Linked DNA regions of Mus musculus: region 1 is linked to region 2. A link is a contact called in public promoter capture Hi-C data. All regions are on one chromosome and are shown on one strand. The core of a region is the stretch at or near the end of the contact, and the rest is flanking DNA. Distances in the headings are between cores, read along the strand shown.

Evidence for each region. Promoter capture Hi-C pulls out the DNA fragments that hold promoters and counts their contacts.
Region 1: a contact with region 2 is called in a promoter capture Hi-C map of hippocampal neurons, with 4 times the contacts expected there. The contact joins two enhancer-like sites. A contact is called at or near these places in 2 of 39 promoter capture datasets (cranial neural crest and hippocampal neurons) and 4 of 484 Hi-C or Micro-C datasets (cerebellar granule neurons, cerebral cortex, muscle stem cells and 1 more).

The regions. Positions count from the first base shown.
Region 1 is chr9:98,537,021-98,540,576 of GRCm38.p6, reverse strand. No RefSeq gene overlaps it. Among named protein-coding and RNA genes, the nearest start is that of 4930579K19Rik, 25 kb to the left of the region's middle. Within about 2 kb of position 2,001, at least 36 of the 459 cell types and tissues checked have an H3K27ac peak or open chromatin away from gene starts, as enhancers often do. A contact at or near this core is called in hippocampal neurons, where this site is marked.
Region 2 is chr9:97,448,003-97,451,548 of GRCm38.p6, reverse strand. The region is part of intron 17 of Clstn2 (calsyntenin 2); the gene reads left to right. Among named protein-coding and RNA genes, the nearest start is that of Gm25607, 10 kb to the right of the region's middle. Within about 2 kb of position 1,713, at least 9 of the 459 cell types and tissues checked have an H3K27ac peak or open chromatin away from gene starts, as enhancers often do. A contact at or near this core is called in hippocampal neurons, where this site is marked.

The DNA of each region.
Region 1 (3,556 bases), core at 752-3,251, 1.1 Mb before region 2:
TTTTGAGACACAGTCTTATTATGCAGCCCTGAATGGCTTGGGACTCACTAAGTAGACCAGGCTTGCCTTGAACTTGCAGTAAACCTCCTGCCTCTGCCTTCTGAGGACTGAGTTTACCAGCATGCATTACCAGCATGCCCAGTTTTAAAGAAAAGCTTTCACAATCTTGGACTAGGCATCATAGTGTGTGTGTTTGTTCCCCAACAGTGCCAAGCACAGTACCAGAGTCTAGTAGGTGGGTGATGTCCATCAGTTGATTTGACACTGTTAGCCTAGCCAAGTTCACTCTGAATGTAACATAAGGCAGTGTAATAGGAAGGCTAGCAAGATGGGTTCCGGGGCCAGCAGACCTGATTTTGACAAGCTACGTGACCTCAGGCAAGCCTCAGTTTTCTTTATCTGAAATATGGAATGAATAAACACTAAGCTCTCATAGGACTGACAAGGTTAGGTGGGATTTTTCCCCCTTAGTCGGGGTTCTTATAGAACAATGGTTCTCAACTTTTCTGATGCTGGGACCCTTTAATACAGTTCCTCACGCTGTGGTGATGCCCCCAACCATAAAATTATTGTGCTGCTACTTCATAACTGTAATTTTGCTACTCTTATGAGTCATAATGTAAATATCTAATATGCAAGATATCTGATATGCAACCCCTGTGGGTGTTGGGACTCACAGGTTGAGAGCTACTGCTCTAGAAGAACAGTCAATGACGTGAATATGTCTATGCGTGCTCACACACCTACGTGCACATAAATTAAAATAGCAACAACAGAATTGCACCTGAGAGGCTGAGAACCTGGTAGAGGCTAGGTCCTTTAGACTGGGTGCCTCAGAAGTCAGGTAGCCTCACAGCAATGGTTTGCTATTGGAGAGGGTAGTTGCTCATTCTTTGAGAGCCACTGGTCCTTAGTCCAGGATGGAAGCCCAGAAATACTGGTTCCGATATCAGCTGAAGAATCAATGACAGCAACGGGGCAAAATCATCAAGAGGGAAGGCCAAGAGAGCAAAAGTCCAGATAGCATCCTCCCTGCCACGCCCTTCTTATTTGGGTTTTTATTGGTTGGGTCCACAATCTGGGTGGGTCTTCCAATGTCAATTAAGGCAACCAAGCCAGCTCTTCCAAGTGAGGTTTCTTACTCAGGTGATTCTAATCTGTGGCAAGTTGTCATTAAAATCAATAGAAACCGGATTGTGTAAATATTTATGCGTGTATATCAGGATGTGTGCATGTGTCTTCAAAATGTTGGCTAGCATGGCTACAACAAATACCATATCTTGGAAATTTCCCCAAACAAAAAATTCAGCGATAGACATGATAATGTCTCAGAGAAGGGTTACCAGATCTCAGCAGCAGCACTCCAGCATACCCATGGAAATTCTCACCCACTCTTGTTCACACACACACACACACACACACACACACACACACACACACACACAAGCAGGTCATACAAGGATGAGCATATGTAGCACACAAAATTTCACGTAAAGCACGACTGTGTCTGTCGGTTTGTGAGTGTATATATAAATATACACATTTGTAAAGGAGTCCTCTTCAAAATCAAGATGCTAGCACCTTCTCTCCTTGCATAGACACTACCAACCACTAGGCGGCACCTTAATCCTTCTCTTCAGCAACGTCCTTGCTGGTTAACACCGGATAGTCAGCTCTAAAAGTCTTTTAAGTGAATCTTCCTGAACCCACTGCGGGGCGGCGGGGCGGCAGATCATTCCCTCGGCTGATTCCAAAGTATTATGATGTGCTGGGAGATCTGATCATTCTTTCACCCTGTGGAGATTAATTGCCTTGAAATATTCATTGGATTAAATGTATTTAAACACGCACTGTTTAAAGCTCAGTGCTGCAAAATGCCATCCTCAAGATATATATTATGAGCATTAAATAATTAACTTAGTGTGTGAGAGGGAGGCAGAGATGGAGAAAGGGAGAGGGAGGGTAAGGGAGGGAGAGCGAGGTAGAGGGCAAGTAGGAGGGAGAGTCAGCGCATGCTCAGCTAAGGATGAGACCCAGAGCAGATAGTATCAGAGCTCAAGGCTCTCTCCATAAACCAGAAGATTACAACCTTGCCTGCTAATTGAAACTGCAGAAGTCTGTCTTCTCTGGCCATCCTCGTCTGTAACATGAGAAGGAAGGCGTGGCAGAAATCTGATCCTAAGTGACAAGTCTGAGAAAAAAACGGAGTAGTCATTCATGTCTATTGCCTGCTCACCTCCGTGTTGCTTTTCCGAACAGAAGTCCAGACTAACTCAGGCTCTGTGTCTCCCTCCTGTCTTCCTGCGGCCGTGTGTCCTCACAGGAAGAGGCATCAGAGAGCATACATGTGCCTTCACAGACTCTGGCACCGGACTGTCCAGGTCCATGGCCCAGCTGGACCACGTGCCCTGGCTCAGCCTTAGGAGTGTTGCTTAAACTGGACACCTCAGGTTCCTCCATCACCTCTCATGTTTGGGAGGACCTGCCGCACAAACAGGGCCTTCTGGATGCTGTCTGCTGCGTTTCCAGTTCAGCTCAACCACATACATATTGCCTCTCTTAGTTGGTCTAGTGCCTCCTCCTGTTGGCTTCAGAGCCATGCTTTATGGACTTCTAGAAGCTTCTCTGTAGACTGCCCTTTCTCAAATGGAGTTGTGAATTTTCTTTTCCTTAGTACCTTGATTTAACTAAGAAACTAGTCTTTATCATTATATTAAGACACGGATGGCTAATTCTGACCTCCAGGGAGACAGAGGTCTTGTCTGCCTCATCCTAGCCCAAATATAGACAGTGCTCCTCCATAAATATCTGAGGCAAGACTCATTGGACCTTTATGTACCCAAAAGCTTAGTTAGAAGAAATGCATATTGGGAAAGGGGCAAGGGGTGGGATTGGGGGAGCATGGCTAACATGCAATGCTTATTTTTATGAAAATTTAAAAGAACTGAAAATTCTAAAAAGGTGATGTGTCTTGAATGGTATTCAGACATTTTGGCAGACTAGAGCGAGGAGGTGCTGAAGACAGGTGAGGCCTAGCTGTATCCCCTGCCCCCAAGCCTTCAGCTTCAACTTCACTTACATCTAGGGCTGTGGTTTTTTTTAAGTTTTTATTTTTTATTTTTTTTGAACACAGAAAAGTTAATGAATATTAATAAATTGCTAATTAATATTAATCCATGTTAATTGATATTCATAAACCCACAGCTTCCCTGAACGCTAATGTAATACCCATCACAGCCATAGCATGGTGACCAGAATGTCAATGCTACTGTTAATGCTATTAATACTTTTAACTACACGACTGCCCTCATCTGAATTTCAACAGTTCTCCTTAGCATGCTCTTCTGCTACTTCAGCCTCCATGACTCCTCGGCGGCTCCCTCTCTGAGCCAATCTGTCAGTCCTTTCTTGGCTTTGGCACTTTTAAAGACCATCAGTCAATTTCACTGCTGAATAACTGTAAGCTGAAGTTTATTGGATGTTTGTTTACTATTTGATGGAGGTGCTGGGTTGGATGGGAATTCCATAATGGTGTCCCTGAATGGCTTTCATTACT
Region 2 (3,546 bases), core at 464-2,963:
CAAGGCACTAATCACACTGGCTTTTCCCAGTGTCCAGAGTATGGTATCTTGAAACCAAAGTTCCCAGATGACCTGGACACCATGGGACCCCTAGGAAGAGGTGAGCAACCAAGGAAAGGCAGATTCCGCCCCGAAGAGAATGAACTGACAGGTGTGGCCATAGATTCGTCCATTGCGTTTCTTGCCAAATGGACAACCTGGGTCTGCTCTTCAGAGCTTGAAGATAGGTGGGCTGCGAGTCTCAGGTAACTCAGAAGGTTGGGAGGAGGAGAAGCAGGAGGATGCCAGTGAGTTTCCCCAGTGGAGAAAAGCCATTAAACCCACTGAAGAAGTGTCTCAAGGAATCCTGAGTGTATTCAAGTAGATTTAAGCAAATTCTGTAAGTCTGACTAAGGCCCCAAGTCACACAGGTACAAAGGACTATGATTGCTGTGGCAGAACTTTCTGAGAACTTTATTGAATTAACCATTCATTTTGACCACTCACAGTTTAGACCAAATTTTCTGACCTTAACAAGAGAGTTTGTCTCAAGGGACACCCACCAAGTCTCCATGGAGATAACCACTGTTAGAAAAACAGCGCCCCCTTCCCGTGTACCAGAGATCAGCAAACCATCTATAGAGATCCAGAGAGGAAAGAAAGCCTTAGGGTTGTGCAGGGCCATTTGTTCTCAATGTTACTCTTCTAAACCCTGCCTGGTGCCATGGAAGCAGATTCATACAGTGCCCAAGCAAAGGAACACTCCAGTTAGTCCCGCCATCTACTTTCCAGTAAAACTAATCTATGAGACTGAAGGGAAAAAGGGGCTACTTGAATTCATTGAATTTTCATGTCATAAACTTTTTACTCTCTTATTTCTCATTTTCTACTCAAAACTTAGCCTGCTAGACATCTAGAAAGCTAGCCACTAGGCAGATCCATGTGAGGCTGACTCTCACCCTCAATACATAAAAAGCATCCATCCCTCCCCCATCCCTCTACCCCAAAGAAAACACCCAACAGCTCCCTAGTGGTCATTGCCTTGAATTGAACAGCTGGAAAACTCTGGGTTCTTTCATTAAAGCTCTCTTAGAAGTTCACAGGAGACTGGAGAAAACGCAAAAGAAACCGGTAAATGAGCAACCAAAATCCCACTTGTTATTTCTGAATTGAAGAAATCAGACAAATATTCCTAAGGGTTGGATGCCTAGACCCAGAGACCTGGGTAATCACTGAGCACAGGGGCTTCCTCCTCTGCTGTGGCAAGTGCTAACTCCCCAGGCTAAGCACCTTCCTGGCAGGGCTCAGTCCATAATGATTTCTAAGCAGGAGTGTTCATTATCTGGGACTGATTTTCATTTCAGCCCTGTTCATGTCTTCGCTCTAAAAATGATCCTAAAGACTTGTGGCTGTTCAAATCAATAGCAACACAATCAGCAGAAAGCCCTACCCAGCAACACTTCAAAATTAACAGCCTCCTTGCCTCTATGACTCAATATTAGCTGCAAAGAAAAGAGTGCTTTTTCTTAATCATCTCCCCATTTAAATTAACCAGATAGGCTTTGCAAAAAAAAGTGAGCGAATAAGTCTAACTCTTTAGAAAAGTGGGTGATGTTCACGGAACATATGGCCTCTGGAGGATCCCCAAAGCCTCCTGCAATATGCTCAGCCAGGTTCCAATGTTGCAGGCTTCTCTATCTGTGCCAGACATTTATCGAGGCTGACAAGCCAAAGCCCTTGGCACGGTTTAATTTTCATGTCACCACGTTCCGTTGTCCAGCTGGAGGCAAAGGGAATGAGCAGTGTAAGTTTCCAAGTCAACTCCAGGACCTTCACTTGCCTGTCTTTATTTGTTTTACTTTATACGTTTACCCTGTATTAGCTCCCTTCTGACACTGGTTGGAAAGGGGAAGCTGGTGTTTTCCGGGAGCTACAAATTAGGAGCTAAGCTTGACTTTGTCCCATGGTAACAAAGAGAGACAGAAGTTATCTCCATGAGCATGCCAGAGAGCGATTGCATTGAGTCACTAGGCAGATGGAAGTCTCTGTTTGCACCTATGTTCCATAAATTCAGCAAGTCCTCACCAAGCACCCGTGTGTGCTTGATTCTAAGCCAAGGAACAGGAGAGAGAGGATGAACTAGAGAGAAGCCTCCTCCGCTCTTGTAGTGTCAGAGGGTTCCACACGCAGGACTGCCGGGGGGAAAGTTTAAGATGCAGTCATCTAGTTTAAGTCAGATGGTAGGGATGATCCTAGGGATGCTGAAGGGCCTCCATGAGCAGAGAGAGCTCCAGGAAAGTGAGCAACATGCTCCGAAATTCTCCTTCGTTATCATGGCTCGGGTCATGTGTAGAGGAAAGCCTTTCCCTTTATAGAGAAATAATTTGGCTGATGGCTGAGAGTTGGTGAAGCTGAGATGGAGGTAGTCCTCAAATAGAAGCAGTAGGCAGGCAGACCAGGAAAATTATGAACAGTGGTTTAAATGGGTTCAAGAGGCTTACAGCCCCCCTGATGGCTGAGAGTTGGTGAAGCTAAGACAGAGGTAGTCCTCAAAAAGAAGGAGTAGGTAAGTAGACCAGGAAAATTATGAACAGTGCTTTAAGTGGGTCCAGGGGGCTTCCAGCCAAAGCCCAGGGTCTGGCCCGCCTGATGCAAGGTTCACACATGAAGGACTGAGCTCTGGCTGGGTGATCCGCAGGGCAGCTGCAGCCGCAGTCTCAGCAGCACTCCGGAAACTAGTAAGGCACACTCTACAAGTGAGGCTTCAGCAAGCTGCACTCTGAGAACAAAGCTTAGGAAGGCCAGGGTTTCAGCGCTGTCTCTGTGGAGGCCAGCCTGTGCTGGCACTTGGAGGAGGGAGAATGGCAAATGCCGTCACAATTCAGACACTAAGTTAGATGGGTAATGGACTGCTTCTCTTGGAAGGACAGTATCCCGTGTTGCTAAAAGTAGGAGAAAGAGAAAAAGGAAAAGAAAAGTCAAAGCTGCAGCTTCATCTACAGTGGGAATCTCATTCCTATAGTCCATATAGGTACTGGGTTCCCACCATTTTCCCTTCCTGACGTATGGCATAAGATCTATGTTGTAAGCACCATAAGCCTTCAGCTGGAACTTCTTGTATTTTGTCAGTCATTGTGCCTATGACCTAAGTCAAGTCTCATACTAGGATCTCAAGGTCAAGGTCAAGGTCAGAGGGCAGGGCATAGAAGAGGAACCGATAGAACATAAGCCAGGAGAACCAGTCATAGTGAGGTTCTACAAACCCAGCCCCCCACCCCGGGTTTTGCTCAGAAACATGTCACCCCTGACAGCCTCTTTTCACTGAGCCCCCTAAGTTCTCCAAAGGGACCCTGAGGCCAGCTCAGAGACCACGTTGAGAATACACATCTCTATGAAATTAGAGTCTACCTTTTTATAGCAGAATAAAATGGGTGGGGGAGATCAGAAAAGAAAATATAGGACACGGCAGTTATTTGCCTGTGAGAAGCACTAGAGGGCTTTTTCTTTCACAGCCTGGCCTCTCTGAGTAAAGTTCCTGCTGAGACTCCTTTCCCAAGATGTAAGGCA